2 separate regions of the Sus scrofa genome follow, and region 1 is linked to region 2. A link is a contact called in public HiChIP or PLAC-seq data. All regions are on one chromosome and are shown on one strand. The core of a region is the stretch at or near the end of the contact, and the rest is flanking DNA. Distances in the headings are between cores, read along the strand shown. Region 1 has its middle 42 kb from the start of DKK3. Region 2 overlaps MICAL2 (F-actin-methionine sulfoxide oxidase MICAL2).

Evidence for each region. HiChIP or PLAC-seq counts read pairs in DNA pulled down with a chosen protein or histone mark.
Region 1: an H3K27ac HiChIP or PLAC-seq map of skeletal muscle shows a contact between it and region 2. The contact joins two enhancer-like sites. A contact is called at or near these places in 5 of 47 Hi-C or Micro-C datasets (brain, fetal skeletal muscle, skeletal muscle and 1 more) and 2 of 2 datasets of contacts at active chromatin or transcription factors (alveolar macrophages and skeletal muscle).

Annotation. Positions count from the first base shown.
Region 1 is chr2:47,342,968-47,346,103 of Sscrofa11.1, reverse strand. No RefSeq gene overlaps it. Among named protein-coding and RNA genes, the nearest start is that of DKK3, 42 kb to the left of the region's middle. Within about 2 kb of position 1,558, at least 6 of the 83 cell types and tissues checked have an H3K27ac peak or open chromatin away from gene starts, as enhancers often do. A contact at or near this core is called in skeletal muscle, where this site is marked.
Region 2 is chr2:47,111,107-47,114,209 of Sscrofa11.1, reverse strand. It overlaps MICAL2 (F-actin-methionine sulfoxide oxidase MICAL2), which reads left to right. Exons shown (of 38, transcript XM_021083313.1): 29 at 123-197. Among named protein-coding and RNA genes, the nearest start is that of PARVA, 85 kb to the right of the region's middle. Within about 2 kb of position 1,664, at least 29 of the 83 cell types and tissues checked have an H3K27ac peak or open chromatin away from gene starts, as enhancers often do. A contact at or near this core is called in skeletal muscle, where this site is marked.

The DNA of each region.
Region 1 (3,136 bases), core at 309-2,808, 230 kb before region 2:
TAACGAATCTGACTAGGAACCATGAGGTTGAGGGTTCGGTCCCTGGCCTTGCTCAGTGGGTTAAGGATCCGGCGTTGCCGTGAGCTGTGGTGTAGGTCGCAGACTTGGCTCGGATCCCGCGTTGCTGTGGCTCTGGTGTAGGCTGGCGGCTACAGCTCCAATTAGACCCCTAGCCTGGGAACCTCCCATATGCCACAGGAGCGGCCCAAGAAATGGCAAAAAGACAAAAAAAAAATTAGAAAATATAGATGAGCAAAAGGAAGAAAACTCAGATCGCTTATGATCCCATTGTTGGAGAGAAGCCACCATGAATGTTTTGTTCCATATGGGTGTATTGGTTATCTATAGCTGCTTAACAAATATCCCCCAAACTTAGTAACTTAAAACACACATTTATAATCTCAAAGTTTCTGTGGATCAGAAACCTAGGAGAAATTTCCTGGGTGTCTTGCTTTGGGGATCCCTCACAAGGTTTCCATCAAGGTGTCAGTGGGACAGCTGTCGTCTCAAGGCTGATGCGGAGAGCATGTGATTCCAGGCTCACTCATGTGGCTATTGGCAGCTCTCAGGTCCTCAATAGCTGCTGGTTGGGGACATCAACTCTTTGCCACAGGAGTCTCCCTGTAGGGAAACTCGCAGCATGGCAGCCAGCTTCCCAGAAAGGAGGCGAAGGAGGGAGGGCATCCATACAGAAGACAGTCCATTTGTGACCTGGTCTTAGAAGTGACAGTCCATCTTTGGCTCCTTGTTCTATTCATAGAGCTGAATCACTCTCAAAGCGGAGAGATGACACAAGTGCATGAGTCCTAGGAGGTGGGGTCATTAGGAACCATCTTAGAAGGCTATGACAATGTCCACATTTGGTTTCTGTTTTACTTATGAATTAAGCCGTGAATCTTGACCTGTGGAACATGTAGAGGGGCTCCTTTCCAGATTCTAGATTCTACTGGGTCAGCATCTCCATGGGTGGGGACCTCTCCCCTCTATAAACCTATCTTTCAAAAACTCCATTGGTCACTCTGATGGAGCCAGGGTTGAGAGTCACTGGCAAATATAAATAAAAGTGGATGTTTATATATGGGGGCTGGGGTGTCGATATATGTGTATGTGAAGTGGATGTGACACACAACTGTGCATATTGCTTAGAAGTGTGTTTTCCCCCTCAAACAGGCTTGAATACAAATGTGCCTCGGCTCCCCGTGTGGGGCTGCCATGTCTGTCCCTCTGCTCTCTGGGAGCCACGCCTGAGGGGTGCTCCCCAGCAATTGCACCTGGCAATCACGACCTTCAGTTCTGGGGGCTTTGGGGGAGCTGTGAGGGTGGTAGGGGTGCTCAGCCTCCGTGTTTGGCCCCAGTGCAGCTCTGACATCAATCTGTCAGTGCAGAGGACACTTTTAGATGCAAGTCTGCTGGTGTGGGGACTTTAGGAGAACAGGAATCCCTGGCTGTGAAATTGCTGGCATTTCATGATGTGAGAGAAGATTTACAAGCTCCATGCTGTGCTAGGCTGTAAAACCAAGCCCAGTAGTTATGCAATCAAGCCTGTGGGGCAGGCAGAAGGCAAGGAGGTGGCAGGTGGAAACAGGGGAAGCCACCTCCTCACTGTGCCTGGGACCCCCCGGACCCAGTTACACACCTATGGGGGGCTCAGGTCAAGGTTCTTCCTCCAGCCATATCCGCCTTCTGGGGAGGATCTCCCGGTAGTGGTTAGGGAACACATGGGCCAGTAGTAGTAAGTGAGATGGTGGATTCAGAATGGAGAAGTTTCAAAGGTCCCCTTACCTGATGCTCCCTTAACAGGGTACCTTCCTTGCTAAGAGTCTGTTCTCCTGCTTGGCATTCAACCCTATGACCCATTCCAAAGGAGACACCCAGAATGTACTCTCCCATGATCCTATTTAATTTTTTGTACAATTAATAAACTTTTTGTCTTCCCCACTAAAATAAAAGCTCCCTGGCAGAAGGAATCTCAACTGTCTGGCCCTCAAAGTATTGCTGGGCTGCCATACGTATATGTTGGCAGAATAAATGAAAGAATAAATATTTGGATGCTTCCAGGGGTGGGGAACTCACCACAGCCCGTCCTGCAAAGCTCTTGGCCATTGGCTCTTCCTCAGCTGGCTGCCTTTATCTCCATGTGGCCTTCCTTCCTGTCTTCACTTGCAGGGCCCCTTCTGAATAAGTCCACTCCTCCTCCCCATCGGAGCCATCCAGGGATGTGAAAACAGTGGCTCCCTTCATGCTTTCCAGGATGAATGTCACTGTTTCTTTCAGCTTTCTTCCAGGTATCACCTGTGTCACCCTAGCTATCCTCCTCCAAAGGGCTCTAATGGGTCACAGACCCTCAACAAGCTAGGCTAACTCTTTCGAGACCCTTAGCAAGTCTTGACAGTTTGCCGATTTTGAAACCCTCTTCCCCCAACACTCTATCTATCTATCTATCTATCTATCTATCTATCTATCTATCTATCTATCTATCTATCTATCTATCTATCTATCTATGTTTTTAGGGCCGCACCCATGGCATTTGGAAGTTCCCAGGCTAGGGGCTGAATTCGGAGCTGCAGCTGCCGGCCTACCCCACAGCCACAGCCACACCAGCTCCGAGCCGCGTCTGCACCCTATACCAAGCTCATGGCAATGCTAGATCTTGAACCCACTGAATGAGGCCAGGGTTCAAACCTGCATCTTCATGGATACTCCTCAGGTTCGTTACCGCTGAGCCATGACAGGAACTCCCCCCAACAAATATTTAGATCTCTTCTTCACATGCAGAGTTTTTAGGTAGGAAATGAGTCAATCGATGTAACTGAGGATTGATGGTTTAAACCAGTTCCAACTCTGCTCCTTGCTCAATTTTTCCAATTATAAGCAGCTGCAAGTAGGGGCCCCCAGATTTGGGGGAGCGGCAAATGGCTCTACTGACTTTGCCCCCACCCCCAAGATTCTCTGGACCAAAGTGAGAGGTGTGGGACTGAAGGCAGGGTGAAAGGCATGGTGCCCCTGGACAGAGAAGGGGACCCGCTCTTTCTCTCCATCAAGGATAGTGCTTACTTGGTGGAGGGGCAGGGCACTGGGGGGCTTGGACCCTTAAGGAGCGGCTACCAATCAGATTTGACAGGGGGGAAGTTGCATT
Region 2 (3,103 bases), core at 415-2,914:
GAGCTTTAGGGACCTTTAGTCTATTAGCTTTCTGTAAATGGGCCATGAAAAGTATTCTACCTCTGTAACTGATGTTTCCTCCCTCCCCATCTCCCCTCCCCCTTTTCTTCTTCCCACCACAGCTCTGCAGCGGGCCAATAGCTTCCAGTCTCCAACTCCCAGCAAATACCAGAGTGGGAGAAGAAAATTCCAGTCCAGTGAGTCATGCGCTCTCTGGGGGTTGGGGGGGGCGTGGTGGGGAGGCAGGAATTATGTGATGACTTCTCAGGGGCAGCTGTTCTCACTCTTCACATGCCCTTTCTGAACTGGCCTCCTGGATGTGAGGAGCAAGGAAAGAAATATAGGTTTGATTCTATTTCCACTGCTCACTAGAGGACTCATTTTTCCAAGGGATTTGCTCCCTTCTGTTACCCTTCTGTTACCCTTCAGCTCCCTTCAAACTCTGCAATTGCACTTGAAAAGGACCCTAGCAATCACTGGCCCCAAGCTTCTTGAACCACAGTTGAGGAAAATGAGGGTCTGTATGGGTTTTTTGCTTTTGTTTTGTTTTTGTTTTTGTCTTTTGTCCTTTTAGGGCCGCACCCGAAACATATGGAGGTTCCCAGGCTAGGGGTTGAATCAGAGCCATAGCTGCCGTCCTACGCCACAGCCAAGCAACACTGGATCCGAGCTGCGTCTGTGACCTACACCACAGCTCACGGCAATGCTGGATCCTTAACCCACTGAGCAAGGCCAGGGATCGAACCCCAACCTCATAGTTCCTAGTCGGATTCATTAACCACGGAGCCACGAAGGAACTCCTAAGGGTCTATATGGTTTGATTCAATACACTGGAGTTGGCCTGGGGGCATCAGCTTAATCTCAGGCAGTAGTGCAGTAGCGGGGAAAGCAATGAAGGAATACACACACACATACACACACACATACATGCAAATACACACTGTCCTGTTCCCTTTTCTGAGCAGGCTGTGGTCCCAAATCCTACATCCCCCAGGAAGGGCCCATGGGTGAAGACCAGGGCTGGGAGGGGACTAAAGCAGCAGGCTCCCACTAGGGGGCACAGTCGTGCAGCATCCTAAAGATTCTGCCCCATTTACACAGCAGGTGTTCCCTCTCCTGTCCTGAAAGAGTGGCAGGGCCTCTTCATCTGATTCCAAATCCATCCCTGCCTTCCACTTCCTCCTGCCCCCACAGTCCCTCTCGGACTTGCTGTAGGAGAGGTGGACCCAGGAAAGCCCTGGCGTAGACACAAATTTGTTTAAAAGAAACGTTGGGATAGGAATAACCTGCCACTTAACGTGATTCCTTCCTTCTGAGTCAAGGCTGATTCCTGGCCAGTGAGTCATCCACCCCCTCCCCGCCCGCCGCCCTGAAACCTCCAGACCTGCAGCCTCCTCTCACTCGGGCCAGGCAGGAAGAAGGGCACTTCTAGAACTGGACCAGAACTGCACCCCTGGGCAGGCCCTCCACCTGGGGACAGCCTAAAGTGACTCTTGAACCATCTTGTAGTCCCCAGCGATGAGGGCGAGAGGAAGGAAAGAATTCATGTTTGCTGGAGGCCTGGGCCAGGCCTTTTCCACATGCTCTCTCGTTTACTCTCCCACCTCAACCCCTCCCCAGTCACAGGAATTCTGCTTCTATGGGTGGGTCTGTTTGGAAGCAGAGATTCCACCTAACGCTTCCAGCCAACTTGAGCACCACTCGTGAGAGAGGCCCAGCCTCACCCTCGAGAAGTGCCTCGTCTGGGGGGAGAGCAGGGAGCCTGGTGGGGGGGGTTGCTGGAGGAGGAACAGGAGGGAGGGGACTGCTAACCAGCAGCAGGGTTTCTCAGCTCTGTCTTTAGTTATCCCGGGAGGGTCAGGTGTTGGTTCTCAAGTGTATGTAAAAGTTGGTTTGAACGCAGGCCTTGAGTTTGAATCATTTCTATTGGCTTAGTGCCTAGCATGGAGGAGGCACCCAGTCCTTGCTTGTAGAATGAATGAATGAATGAATGAATGAACGAACGAAGGAATGAAGGAACTCATTAAAGCACCAGGGACCACGCTAGCTGAACTGAGTCAAACGGAGGGGGGCCGCCAAGAGAACCTGGGTGCAGGCTGTCGCCCCTAGAGGGCGCTCCAAGACTTCGGGAGGAAATGCGCGTCCCCTAAACGCCACATTCTGGGAAGCTGCACCCTGGAATCCGAGTCTTTGTGAAAATCTCCAGAGCCATCTTTTAGGTCATCTTCATTTTGCCCAAAAGGAAGCCCAGTAGGCAAGGCGGAAGGAGCAGAACTTGGGGTACTATCCCTTTGCTGCCTGGTTCAGCCCAGCTCTGGCCCCAGCCCCAGGTAGGAGGACGGAGGGGGTTGCATGCCTGCCCTTAGCACTCTCACCAGCTGACCATGCTCACCAGAATGACCTCCAGGGGCAAGGGGAAAGGTCTCCATTGCCAGAGGGCCCAGAGAAGAGGCAGCGGACAGGGGTGGTGGGGCTCTGGTCTCCTCATCAACCCCCTTTGCACGAGGGGCCTGGAAGGGCCAGTGGCACCCACGACTGAGTCCCCTGCAGAGGATAGGGCCACCCTGGCTGGACCATGCTGAGGTTTCAAGGGAAACAAGGAAGAGCTGGCCAAAAGCACTTGAGTTGGTGAGTGAGAAAGAAGCCTCAGGACCCTGAATTAGACAAGTCCTGGTGGGGGTGTGTGCAGCCCCCCTGGAACAGGTCAGTGGTTCAGCAATGCCTTTATTGGACCCATGTGTGTGCATGGGAGAAAGGGAACCAGGTGGAGTTAATATTGAGCTAGCATGTGACATTGACCTTGTGCTTGGCACTGGGCTCCTCTTTTTATCCCACTTTATTTCCTCAGCCACCCCACAAAATAGCACCAGGCTCCCTATTTTTTCAGATGTGGAAGCAAGGGGCCTGTGACTTGCTCAGTGTCAGGCCACTGGGTGGGTGTGGAGGGGGTGGGGTTCGAGGCTCCCCTATACCATCCTCCGAGGGACCCCAAAGGCCTCGGTGGGTGGGATCTTCCCACCACCTCTCAGCTGGGCTCTGGCCTCATCTTCCCGTCCCAGACCCTCCCCACATCCCAGGCAGTGGCTCGAATGGCAGGCATTTT